2 separate regions of the Triticum aestivum genome follow, and region 1 is linked to region 2. A link is a contact called in public Hi-C data. All regions are on one chromosome and are shown on one strand. Each heading gives the region's core, a stretch centred on a gene start, on an enhancer-like site or on the middle of the called end of the contact. The rest is flanking DNA. Distances are from core to core; before and after follow the strand shown. Region 1 holds the start of LOC123189085 (protein LAX PANICLE 2). Region 2 has its middle 360 kb from the start of LOC123189084.

Region 1 (6,722 bases), core at 1,989-4,488, 840 kb before region 2:
AAGATTCCTGCGTGACCGTGTATGCATGCATGCCATTTTGTGCATGAGATTGGTCAATGAAACAGCCAGGCAATGTAGCTAGGTAGGAAAGTAAATGAGTAGATTAACATATGAGAAATGTAGATAAGAAAACCAAAGATTTATTGTAGGGCCGGTCGGTCTGTGCATGGTGAGTATATTGTATTTTTTGTATATGCGTGTAGTCCTGAACAAAAAGGAGCCTATATATCATTGCAGTTACTGAGAACATATGCAGGCTTGCTAGGTAGGCCTATCGAGTGCAAAAGGAAGCAAGATCTCGAGTCATAATGAAAAGGATCCATCACTGTACGTGATGGAGCAGGAAATGGTGTGTGTTTGTGTGTGTGTGCGCGCGCGTTATGTTGTGGTGCACTCTCTCTCTCTCTCACGCACTCTCTCTCTCTCTCTCTCTCTCTCTCTCATGCACAGAGAGCCTCATGCACACACACATACAAACACTCGAAAGCCCTACTTGATGCTTCCATATGGTGAGGTGAGGATGGTGCATAGCTTTCAGTGATGCATGGTAGGTGAAGGAGGCCTTTTCTTTCTCTAGCGCATGCACCATCTATCTCCCTCCCTCCCTCACAATGCTATGGCTTTACACAAGCACAGCCCCACACACAGACGCACACACTGGCTAGCCAGGCCGTAGCAAGAGGTTCTCTCTACATGCATGCATGTAGGAGTACACAGCACACACATATATGCCTACTCATGTGTCCTATATATGAGCATAGCCCTGAAAGCCTCTGTTGCATGCATTGCATGCTAGCCCTTCCTATGCCTCCATTTGAGGCATTGCACTGGGGAGAAAGGGCTTTAGGCAATGATGAGCTCCTTGGCCATATCCTGACCCCTAGGATGCATAGGAAAAGAAAGAACAGAAAGGCTTGTGAGGGCTCTACCTATAGTTAGCTAGCTAGCCAAGGCTCCCTCCCTAAGATATAATTAATAATTAATAAGTACAATATAAAATGAGTATATATATATACATATATACAGCTTTATTGTTTGCATGAACCGACAGAGAGCAAGAAGAAGAAACAAGTAAAGCTCCATCACAAGCCTGATAACTAACCATCTAGACTAGTATCTAACAACCTCTCACTAGTCCCTCTTTGCGTCTCTCTCTCGGATGGAGGAGTTCTTGTCAAGTGGTGAGGGGATGATGTGCCACCCAAGACACACACCCCTCACCTACAATAGGAACAAGCACAAACTGGACCCTTAATGTCACGCTTGATTAAAATTTTATATATTTCATTCAGGAGTGCAAGCATATGTCTAATGTTATTTTCTTTATACCTACACCTCTGTACCGTACACGTACCAGTCTCTTTTCTAGCTCTGATGTTCCTTTCATCACCGATGTTGGAAAAAGCAAAGGGGAAAACAATGCATCTTGGCAGTAATAAAAATAAAGAAAGAAGTTCACCATAACACAAAAGACCGGAGAAGGGGGGAAGAAGAATAAAATGCAAAATGCTAGTAAATAAAACGGATATTAATCGGACTTGTGCTGATATTTAAATACCTCTGATTCGTCTTCCAATCCGAGCTTGTTAGCCAGGTACTTGATCAACAATCTAACTGTCACCCTCCCATCTCTGAAAATTATCAAAATACAAGGAAATCGCATGTTAAATTCTCATATTTTCCACGCCGCAGCAGTAAGCACAAACCACATTACATCCGAAGCATGTTTTTTAGATGAATTAATACATCTCATAGCCTCGCAGATTTGGAGGCGCATAAAGAATATGCAAATGCAGGATGAGAGGCAACTAATCGAAGCAGCAGAATGATTACGATGAAAGAAAAAAAAAAAAGAGGGTTGTAGAGTATTACTTGATTCTTAAGTAGCTTCTTGGAATCTGAGGCAAGAACGGTTCCCTCCCTCTGCACAAATCAAGATGACAAAAATCAAAGTCAATAAAACACCGACAGCTAGTCCTCCTAGCAAAACAACACGAATCGAAGCAAAAAAGGATTAAGAACGTGCAGATGAAGGCGCTGCATTTGCAGGATTTGATCATTCAAGGACGAATTAATCAACTGGCATGCAGCGAGTGAAATATGTAGGATGAGGAGGAGTAAGTAGCGATGAACACATGAAATGCTCGCGTGTACCCATGTAGCTAGTGCAGTCGCAGAGAGTGGTAGGACGTGTATATATGCACTCACTGGTGGGGCGCGGCCTGGAAGACGAACCAGACTCCGGCGGCGGCGGCGGCGGTGGCCGCCGGTGGAGGCAGCACAACCCTGGTCGTGTCGAAGCCGGAGGGGCCCGCGGCCGGCGAGCCAGGGCCGTAGAGCCCGCGGTGTCCGAACGGGAGAAGCAGCTGCGGTTGTTGCGCCGCGTGGCTCCAAGGCGGCAGCCAAGGTGGCCCAGCGCGCGGCACAGACATTTGTAACGACGCCTGCGGAATGCCGGGCATGGCGGGGCGCAGGAAGGCTCCGGGCGGCACGTCCATGCCCGGGAGCGTCTCCTGCCGCGGCCCCGCCGTCCCCGCGCGGTCCGCCGCAAAGAGATCGATGTCGGGCGCTGCGCCACTGGGGCCCGGGGACGCCGGGCCGAGGCCGAGGCGCAACCAGTCCCCTCCCCCGGCGCCGCCGCCTCCGTTGCTGCTGCTGCCGCCACTGCTGCTGCCGCTTGTGCCGGCGGGATGGGGCGGCAACACTACTAGCGCCTCCCCGCGTCGCTCCTCCTGGTGCACTTCCTGCCTCTCCTGCGGCGGCGGCGGCTTTGACGGGTCCTGGTTAATGGGCTCCTGGGCCATGTGGTGGCTCGGCCTCGGCGTCGGCTGTGCCGTCAGAGCGTTGACGCCGGCGGCGACGTCGCGGATGAAAGGCGTGCCATGCGCGTCGCGGAGGAGCTGCAGGTTCCGAGCCGGGACCATCCGGGCTGCCGCCGGTTCATTCCATCCACCCGGCCGGCCCGGCCCGGCCCGGCGCCACCCCCGTCTCTCTCTCTCTCTCTCCGCTCGCTAGAACGTCGGAGAGACCGAGACGCGCGCGCGGCACGCACGACGTCGGCACGCGCGAGGCACGTACCTTTGGCCACAGGAGATCGGAGGAAGAAGATGACGAAGAGAGAGAGAGAGAGTATTAGGTAGGCAGGCACGCAAGGAGAAGTAGCTAGAGGAGGAGCCGTAGCAGCATGGCACGAGGCAGCGGAAAGGAAGAGGGGCGGAGAGAGAGACCTCGGTCGATCGGAGATCAAATAGTTTCAGAAGGGGGTAGAGACAGAGAAAACCCGAGCAAGTCGAGTCGTCCGTGTCCGTCCTAGAGAGAGAAAGGGGCCGCTCCCCTCTCTCTCTGTATATCTTTTTAACTTTTGAGTCCTCGCGGTCGCAGGGACAAAAAGAACAGAAGCTCCAGATATTTAACCGCGGGTTTGCTTAGGCGAATAGCTCAGTCGTCCAGGGGCTCTTTTGGAAGAAACCAAAAGAGCGGTCGTGAGCCGCGGGCCCCGCGCGGCAGTACGTGTGGCGTGGCATGATTTACCCTACAGCGCTAAACGATGTGGTGCGTGACATGCGCCGCCCTGCCTAAAGCTTCCGTGTGGGTTTCTGCGCGGTTGCACTGGCTTCTGCATGTCGAGCCACGGCGGCACGTCCAAAATTAGCCAAAGATTGTGAGCGCTCAAACAAAATGCGCAAATGACCGTCCTTACTAAGAAATCATAATTTCTTTTACAATACTTATTACTTATACTCACTCCGATCCATATTAATTATTGCTGATTTAGTATAATAATACGTTATTTAGCAACTTTGCAGAAACACTTTCCACCTCATTCACGAGCGGCGCCCAAACGCGTATAGGGCTACCCTGCCTCCTGTGGTCGCTGTCGTGAATTTAAGACTGACAGTAGAATAGGGGGTAAGTATGAAGAGGCAAGATCCTAGCTATGAAGGAGTTGTATACGCGAGTTTTACGAGTTCAGGCCCTTCTCGGAGGAAGTAACAACCTTACGTCTCGGTGCCCTGAGGCGGTCGACTGGATTATATATGTGTGTGTGTGAGTTTACAAAAGATGCGAACCCTTGTCCCAGAGGAGGGGGTGGCTTATACAGAGTGCGCCAGGGCCCCAGCTCCCCTTTGTTACACAGGATTCAATGTTCATAAAGGAAAGGCGTTACTGGTAACGTCTACAGTAAAGCGCCATAAATGTTCATAATGCTATGGTTTAAGTCCTGACCGTTGCAGAGTGGAGCGTTCCTCATCTTCTGGTGGTCGAGTGTCTTCAAGGTGGTCGAGTGAGTGCATCTCCACGGTCGAGTGGTTGATGGTTTCTCTTCGACTGTTTCTGATTCTTTGTAGAGATGTCCTTGGGGAGGGTAAGTTGGACAGGTCCATGACCCTACCCTAGGTACATAGCTTTATCATTAGCCCCCGAATGGATCAGGGTTTCAGTGAGGGAGGGGTTGAGAACACTTCCGACCCACTCTTTGTGCCATGAATATGCCTTGTCTGGAACAATGAGTTGAGGTGACGACGTCGACTATTTTCTCAATCGCCTTGGTCCATTCTTGGTTGTTGTCGAGTGAACCTTCATGGTAAAATTCCTAATGATGATGTAGAGGGTGTTTGTCTTCAGTCTGACAGGTTGTTCTGCTCTCCGCGGATCTCGCGCTCTTTGTGCCATGAATATGCCTTGTCTGGAACAATGAGTTGAGGTGACGACGTCGACTATTTTCTCAATCGCCTTGGTCCATTCTTGGTTGTTGTCGAGTGAACCTTCATGGTAAAATTCCGAATGATGATGTAGAGGGTGTTTGTCTTCAGTCTGACAGGTTGTTCTGCTCTCCGCGGATCTCGCGGGATTCGAATTTTGGAAAGTGCGCCAGACGGGCGGAACCGAAGTTATCGGGACGGATTAGGCAAGTCTCCTCGATCCCCGCGCCACCTTTTTCGCCACGTACTACGCGCGTGACTGTTCTGGGATTTGTTTAGATCGCTTGGGTCCACGAGTCAGCCACTCGGTGAAAGGCCTTATAAAAGGTCCCGGGCCAGGCCTCTGCTCCGCGTGCTCCCATTCTCTCTTCTCTTTCCTCCGATCTCTCCGCCACTCTCGCTTCCGCTTCGTCACCGGACCTCTGTTCGAGCTCGACCCGTCACCATGGGGAAGGAGAAGACGGCGGCGCTGGAACGCGCGAAGAAGGCGACCGCGAAGGCGAAGGGCAAGCGGACCAGCCGGGGCGGATCCTCGTCGAGGTCTGGCCTGCCGGCGGACTGGATCCAGGGCGATTGGATCCGCTCGGCAATCACGCAGGACGACCTCGACGACCTAGTGGAGGGAGGATTGATCCTTCACAAGTCGGCTCGGCTCCCGGGGGACGAAACCGAGCCGCAGCCTAGAGAGGGTGAGTGCGTCCTCCTCGCAACACACATAGATCACGGATTCTCACTGCCCCCACCCTTTCTTCCGGGGTTTTTTGAACTTCTTTGGGGCTCAGCTCCACCATTTCACTCTGAACACCATAGTCTATCTGGCCGCTTTCGTGTCCATGTGCGAAAACTTCTTGGGCTGTCGACCGCACTGGGGGCTTTTCAAACATCTTCACTTGCCGTTCCCAGTCGGTCAAAAAGGCCAAGTCGAGTGATGAGAGGACGCGGGTGATCCAGATGTGCGGTGGTCTAGGGATCCAGATGAGGAGCAAGAGTACTTTTCCAGCCATGATCCTTCCTGACTCGGTCCGGGGCTGACAGTCGACTTGGTTCTACTGCAAGGATCAACCAACCCATGGCCAGTCGACTGGACTTCCTCCATTTTCCTTGGCTCGAGTGGAGAAGCCTGCTCCCCTGAAGGTAGTTCCAGAAGAGAAGGCGCAGGTCAAGGTGCTGGTTGAACGGGTCATCCAGCTTGTCCGCGACGGAGTGATCGGGATGGATCTGCTGGAGGTCTTCCTCGGTCGACGCATCCAACCTCTTCAGGCGCGCGATCATCTGATGTGGATGTACTCTGGGCTCGAGGATACCACTCGGATCCACCCGGAGGAGGTCAGCGAGGATATCTTGGAGAACTGGTTGAGGGGAATCACCGGCAACAAAGACAACCCTCGAGGGTCCAGGAGGGTGATTCCATTCGACAACTCGCACCAGTCGGAGCAGGTATATTTCTGTTTTATCAAGTATCTTTCCGATTCACCATGTGATGTCCCGTTTGCGGTCGACTGAATTTCCTTTGATTGTTATCCTTTCAGGCCCTCATTGAAATGTACTCGATGCCCAACAGAGTGTAGGACCCAGGTGCTAAGGAAGAAGGGAGCGGGGGCGAGAGCGGCAAGGAGCATTTGGAAGCCGAGGAGGACGAGGAGAGCGATGAATCGACTGATGAGGAAGAAGTCGACTCGCCTCCTCGCAGGGAGAGGAGGTCCAAGCACACTCATGACCCGGCAAGCGCTCCGGACTTGGTGGTTGCGCCAATCGGGCAGTCCTCGAAGCGCCCCAGGACGTCTTCCCCGACGCCGACTGAGAAGGCTCCAAAGCAATCTAAGGTCGCGCCGCCCCCAGCGCCGAAAGTGCCGAAAGCCATCTCCTCCAAACTGCCAAAAGCTTTACCCAGGATCAAAGTGACCGTTCCTACTATCTTCACGTAACCATCTGACTTGTCCTTTATGTGGATTCGATTAACTGGGTGTAACCGATTGAATGCAGGCCTTTGCAGTGCTGCTACGTCAGGGACCTCTTCAT
Region 2 (6,441 bases), core at 158-2,657:
CCGCTTTGGTCCCTCCATATCTCGCTCGCGTGACGCACCCAAGTCCACACAAGTAAGGTGCAGGAGTACGTGTGTGTATGTATACATGCTGCTGCTGTTGCGGGGATCTTGTCCAAGTTGCGGCAAGGGGTGGGGTGCGGTGCGGTGGGGTTGTTGACAGATCATCGTCGATTCATTCCATCGGGTCGCACGTCCACGGGTGAGCTTGAGCTTGAGCGTGAGTGAGCTCCAACCCGCTTCGCCATGCATGCATGCAGGCATGCAGCTCGCGATGGCATCCTCTGGTTGCACTTGTCGACCTACAGGGGCGTACACGTGCGTGCGCATGCAGCCACGTACTGGCCGAACCCAAGCTGATTAAACTGGGCGTTTGCTGGCTGGCATTTTCAGTTTCTTTTTTCTTTTCTTTTTTTGCAGGAGTCTTTCAGTTATTTCAGTTAAACAATGTATCTAACTTGCAAACGTGATTCTTAACAATTTTTTAATCGGTAATTAATTAAGCACACTTTGCACCACGCAAGTTTATTACTCAAAATACGGAAATACTCCCATCTAACTGCCGCTGAAATGAGTAGATTATCTTGTGTTTCACGGTCAACCAACGGGCAAACTAGACATTATCAATCGCTGTATAATACTCCCTCCATTTCATATTGTGGTGCGTACATTTTTTAAAGTCAAAATTTGCAAACTTTGATCAAATTTATAGACAAAACTATTCATATCTATAATAAAAATATATAAAGTATGAAGCTACATCTTATAATGCATTCAATGATATATGCTGGGCATTCCTGACGTTAATGTTTTCTACGCAAACTTGATCAAAGTTTCTGAGGTTAATTTTTTTCAAAAAAAACAATATGCACTGCGTTATGAAACGATGAAGTAGCGTTATTGATACGGAAACACGATGGTTTGAACAGAATATGCATTGCGTTTGTACCTTTTCGATCATTGGATAAGACGAAGTACATATAAACCTATATACTAGCAGTGAAAAAACAGTTCTTTCCTGTCCACATCAACAGTTTTGCGTCTTGGCCCGTACGTCGACTACACAGACGATCAAGTCCCCTTCAACCAAAATAAACAATGCTCCTACTCCTACATGCAGTACCGTAAAAACTCCACGGGCCGGAGAGAAGTTAAAACTACTCCTATATACGTAAAGAGTTGAACAAGTATTTCTGAACGGTGGGAGTATGTATGGGTTCGCGTGCAATCACTGCCACACGTGTGTGCCTGGTGGTGGGTTGTGCATCACCTCAGCTCAAGGAAGGGGGAAAAAACAAGTGCCACTATGAAACGTACCTGTCGTTTCACTCAACGTCGCACGTCACGTACGTACCCATCCACACATTTATTCTGTGCATGACAACTCCCCATTCTCCCTCGTCACCATCTCGTCACCACGCTCGTCATGCATGCTGTCGGTCCCGGCTCGCCATGGACGCCACAGCCCGCAAGTACAGTAGGATTTTTGCACTTTCTCTTCCATGCATGTGTATTGCTATTTATTTTTTTGAGTCGATTTATGTATCTATTCCTTCTTTTTAACTTGTTCCGACATTGCATGGTTTGACTGGAGGCAAAATTTATACGAAGTCTTATTTTCGGAGACGGCGAGAGTAGGTCAAAAAAAAAGTTAAACACACACACACACACACTGTCCCGGAGATTATTTCCTGGTGGATCGATACAGGGTAACCAGCCGAAATCAGTAATCTCTGAACCGATGGAATATATAGTACTATAGGGCACGCATGATGGGTGCATGCGAACAGACTGGCACTCGATCGATCGCAGAATAATATGTATGGGTGGTGCATGCAAACTGCAGTGCATGGCCTGCCCGGGATCTGCGTGTCTCGTGTGGAGGGGGCTCCCGTGTCCACCTGAGTGCGGTCGATCATGAGACTGTCGTCGCGTTGTTTTCCATCTCGTCTCGGCCCGGTGGAATTTTAGTCCACCGACTGATGAGATTGTCGTCTGATCCAACGATATGTTGGGACGGGTTTCCCCTTTTGTTGTACGTGCCAAAGCAAAAGATCAATGGTCCTCCTTTCCTCTCTCTGTAGTAAACAGTATCGTGGCTGTTACGACACAGAGGTTCCACAGCTCGAAACCAGGTGACACTCTAGCGTTTTGACGTGGCCAGGTAATATTGCGAGTCCCATCCGATACACTCATACACATGGATACGTAGCTCTAAGACACGGACGTCTCACGCACGCACAGACGCGTGCTGTTACGGGCCGCACAGGACGGGGAGTGATTTGTTGTCGTGCAGGACAGCACAGCTTCTCGAGTCTCGACCGTCTCCTTTCGTTTCATGCTCATGCTTATTAGTGCGTGCGTGCGTGCACGTACATACATATGCCGAGGTCGCTGTTTGACGTGACATGGATTTCCCTTCCCACCATCGAACTGCACGTCGATTAAACGTCTATTCCGCTGCTTCCAGAGAGGACAGTGACTGATCCAGACATATGGGCTCGACCTGCGTATGGCATGCACGGCGAGATTTGCTTGCAGGTGATATCACCGTCCTAGAAAAAGATGATTTTATTTTTGCAATCATAGTTGCCCTATTTAGATTTTCTACTCAGGAAAATTTCAGTAACCAAATGATTGTTCCTTTGGAAAAATAGTACCTTTGTGTGCAGCATTTTAAGTGTCGTGTGTTTTGAGGGATACGTACGTGCTACCGGCCGCAGCTCCATGCAAGCTTAAGTTCCAGATTTTACGATGGTACTAGTAGGAAATAACCCAAATCATAAGGCTGGACTACGGCCAAGGCAAGTCGGTACGACTGCCGGGGCGAAATCAACTGCGTAGTGGTTTCCTGCAGAGTCCATGTGCGCTTGGCCGGCACCAAGACGGGGGATTCTGCAGTGCTACTGCTCGCACTCACTCGCTTGGGCAGGGAGAGCGACTGTAGCACTGGCCGAGAAGCCGGCCGGCCGGCCGGACTCGCATGATCCAACAGCAAGGGGACAAGAGTGCCTGATGATTACCCCGTCCGCGCGCGATCGAGCACGCACGCACGCATGCAGCTGCACTGTTTCGCGGAATGCTACCTCTGCGGTTTGACTTCTGGCGAGCTGGCGGGAACAGAGGATTCGATCGGGAGCAAGTAGCGATGGAGACTAGCATGCCCAATTTAAAACAACCAAGATCGATCGAATCCACTGGGAGCTTTCTTCTCCCTCTTTCACTGTCTCGTTTCATCTCCCTGACTGACCTTGTAGAGACGGATCGATGTGACCTGGCCTTATTTTTTCTACATATCCTCTTTCCGGCCGGAGGTGATAGACGTTGCTCCATGCACTCGATCAGCTGAGCTGCTGCCCCAGCCCATGCAACTCCAACGCGCGGGACAGAGAAACAACGCGCAAAGCACCGTTTTCGGTCCGCTTTCAACCCATTCTCAACCGAAATTTCGACCGCGCTTGCGTTGAAATGGACTGTGCACGGACGGGCGGGACGCGCGCCCTTTTCCTCCCCTGGTCCGCCCGTTCGGGAGACACCCGTCCACTTTCCCTCCATTTTGCCCAAAACCCTCTCGTCCTCCTCCCCTCCCTCCTTCATGGTCGGCGCCTGATGAATCCCCGTGAACCGGCCGCGGTCGCGCGCCCTGCGGCGAAGAAGAAGGCTACCAAGAAGCCGCGATCGGAGCTCACGCCGACGGAGCTCGCCAAGCTCGACGCCGAATCGATGAAGAGCAAGAACCGGCGGACAAAGGTGGCAGAGAAAAAGGCCGCTGCCGACTACACCGCCGAGGCGGCTGTGCTGCGTGCCGCACAACACCAGGCCGAAGTCGACGAGGAGTCCATCGTCGCCAAGGCGCATGCCCTCCTCGTGCTAGCACAGGCTCATCGCCGTTCGTCGTCCGTAGCACCCAGTGGCGGACCTAGCCCACTGGGCCAGGGTGGGCCAACAGTGCAATTGTACATATAATCTTTTTTTTATTTTACTTTTTAGCATTTTCTCTATGGTATAAAGCCCATATTTCCAATCTTAGGGTGGGCCGTGGCCCACCCTGTCCACCCTCTACCTCCGCCACTGGTAGTACCAGTCCTCGAGCTCGTCCGTCACACCGGAGACGCCCGGGTATCGTGCACCGCCGCTGCATGCCCATGGGCAGGCACGGTTCTTCACGTCACCGGAGGGCAGCGTGGTCGCTTCGTTCATGCCCGTAGGCGTCATCGACCTAAACGTGACACCAAGGTATAGTGGCGCTGGCCAGCCGTGCAACAGGACCCAAAGGAAGCAGCCCCGGTCGATCCCTTCGGCCAACATGGTCGGCGCCCGCAAGCTGTTCGATGAAATGCCACTGCCGACGTCGAGAGTCGACGACCCTGACTACGTCGCGTTCATGGAGAACGTCATCTTCGAGGACCGTGGTGAGGACTTCCATGTCGACGGCCAAGGCCAAGCTTTCGATCCCGACGCGACCCAACGCCAGGATGGTCGCGACCAGTATGGTGACACCCAGTTCGCCGGCCATGATGAAGACGACGATGACCATGGCAACTCATGGCATGAAGATGATGACATGTATTGTGAAGATGATGAAGAAAAGGTCAACATTGTGGAGGAGCCCTTGTTTATCGATGAGCTCACCCAAAGGGCGGAAACACAAAAGGAGAGGCAAAGCATTCGCACGGGATCATACACCCAGGAGGAGGACCCTTTGATTTGTGAGAGTTGGATGGACATAGGCCAAGATCCGATGAAAAGTGTCAAGCAAAAAAGATCTGTCTTTTGACAAGCGTTCACAAAAAAATTCATGAGCGAAGGAAGTTTGCCCCCTACCAATTTGCGAGCACCGCGGCATCAACTCAATCCAAAAGAGATGGGGGTTCATTCAACAAGAGTGCAACAAGTATTGTGATGCGCTTGAGAGCGTCGAAGCCCGTCCCGTGAGTGGCCTAGGCGTTGGTGACTTGGTATGAACCTCTTGTTTTTTCATCTTGTGTCCTTTCATCTTGGCATGCCATTTATGTTTCATGCATATTGTGTCTTTCCATGTTACAATTGCGGCCACATCTTTGATCGTGTACGCATTCCAATCTTTGAAAGCCTTCAAGGCCCGGCAAAAGAACAAGCCATTCACTCTCACGCATTGTTGGTCGCTCATCAAAGATTGCCCCGAGTTCAAAGACCAATATGCCGCTCGTAAGAAGAAAGGAGGGAAGGCGGTCATAGCTGAGGAGGGAGACTTGCTCAAGAGGGCGAGGGGCAAGACCAGCTCGAAGGCCGACGAGAAGCATGATGTGTCAAAAGGAAGTGAGGGAGGAGAGGAGGAGCAAATGAAGATATACCTAGACCTTCAAATGAAGAAGCTTGACATGAAGGAGGCCGCAAAGAGGAGGAAGCTTAACATTGAGGAGGCCACTCAACTGAAGAAGCTCGAGATCGAGGCCACCAATGCCGACACCAAAGCAACAGAGATGGCACTCGCGATCATGAGTGTCGACAAGAAAAATATGTCATCGGAGAGGGAAGGCTTGGTTCACGAACCGACAGAAGGAGATGTTCGCCCGAGACGGCCTGTGTGACACCCCGGCTGTTAAGCTATAGTAACCACACACTAATGGTGCCAGGTCATCATAATTATTGTTTTCTAAACCTCACTTTGATCCAAACTGAATTCAAATTCAAATTAAAATAAAGTCAAATTATTATCTATTGAAACGGTAAACCGATGGTTTGAAAATATTCACAAACTAATTATCAGGGAGAAACTAACTTTAATAAAATATTTAATTGCCCTGAAACAATTAAAACAGGGGCCAAGTCTTTACTAAAATGACTTTTCAAAATTATAGAAATTCTAAAATATTTTATTTAAAATCCCAAGACTTTTTGTGGTAGTAATAAATAATGCCTAGTATTTGATTTGACAAATTGTATATTTTACCAAAGCTTTTTGCTAGTTAAACTAATAGAAACAGTAGCTAAAATAAAACAAACAAAAAAACTAAATTAACCTAACCGACTGGGCTCTTGGCCCATCTAACAAACAACCAGCCCAACACGGCGCACTTCGTTACTAACCCTAACTCCTCCCGTCCCGATCCTCATCTCTCCCTCATTCCCACCTCGCGCCGCCAGGGGCAAGCGAGAGCGCTCCCGCTCGACCCCCCAGCTCCTCCAGCCGGCCACGCCCTCCCTCTCCCCCGAGCTCGCCTCACCCTCCCCTGAACCCACCTCCGCCGCCACTCCCACGCTAGAGCCCTCCGCGCCGGCGCCTCGCCGTACACGGCCGCCCGACGCCGTGAACCCCATGGCCACCGGCCTCCCTAAGTAGGCTAACGCTTCGAGGGGCTGCCCCTCGACCTCCTCAACCTCCACGCCAACTCCAGCGAATAGGAGCTTCACCAAGTCGTCGCCGTCATCTCTTCTTCAACCTCGTCCGCCTCTCCGATCCCC

What was found. A called contact is a pair of places that touch in the nucleus more often than the background predicts.
Region 1: a contact with region 2 is called in a Hi-C map of leaf, with 7 times the contacts expected there. The contact joins the promoter of LOC123189085 here to the enhancer-like site in region 2. A contact is called at or near these places in 2 of 5 Hi-C or Micro-C datasets (both in leaf).

The regions. Positions count from the first base shown.
Region 1 is chr2A:492,625,172-492,631,893 of IWGSC CS RefSeq v2.1, reverse strand. It overlaps LOC123189085 (protein LAX PANICLE 2), which reads right to left and starts at 3,238. Exons shown (of 4, transcript XM_044601413.1): 1 at 2,209-3,238; 2 at 1,873-1,923; 3 at 1,559-1,631. The coding sequence starts at 2,924.
Region 2 is chr2A:491,787,032-491,793,472 of IWGSC CS RefSeq v2.1, reverse strand. No RefSeq gene overlaps it. Among protein-coding and RNA genes, the nearest start is that of LOC123189084, 360 kb to the right of the region's middle. Within about 2 kb of position 1,407, at least 4 of the 8 cell types and tissues checked have an H3K27ac peak or open chromatin away from gene starts, as enhancers often do. A contact at or near this core is called in leaf, where this site is marked.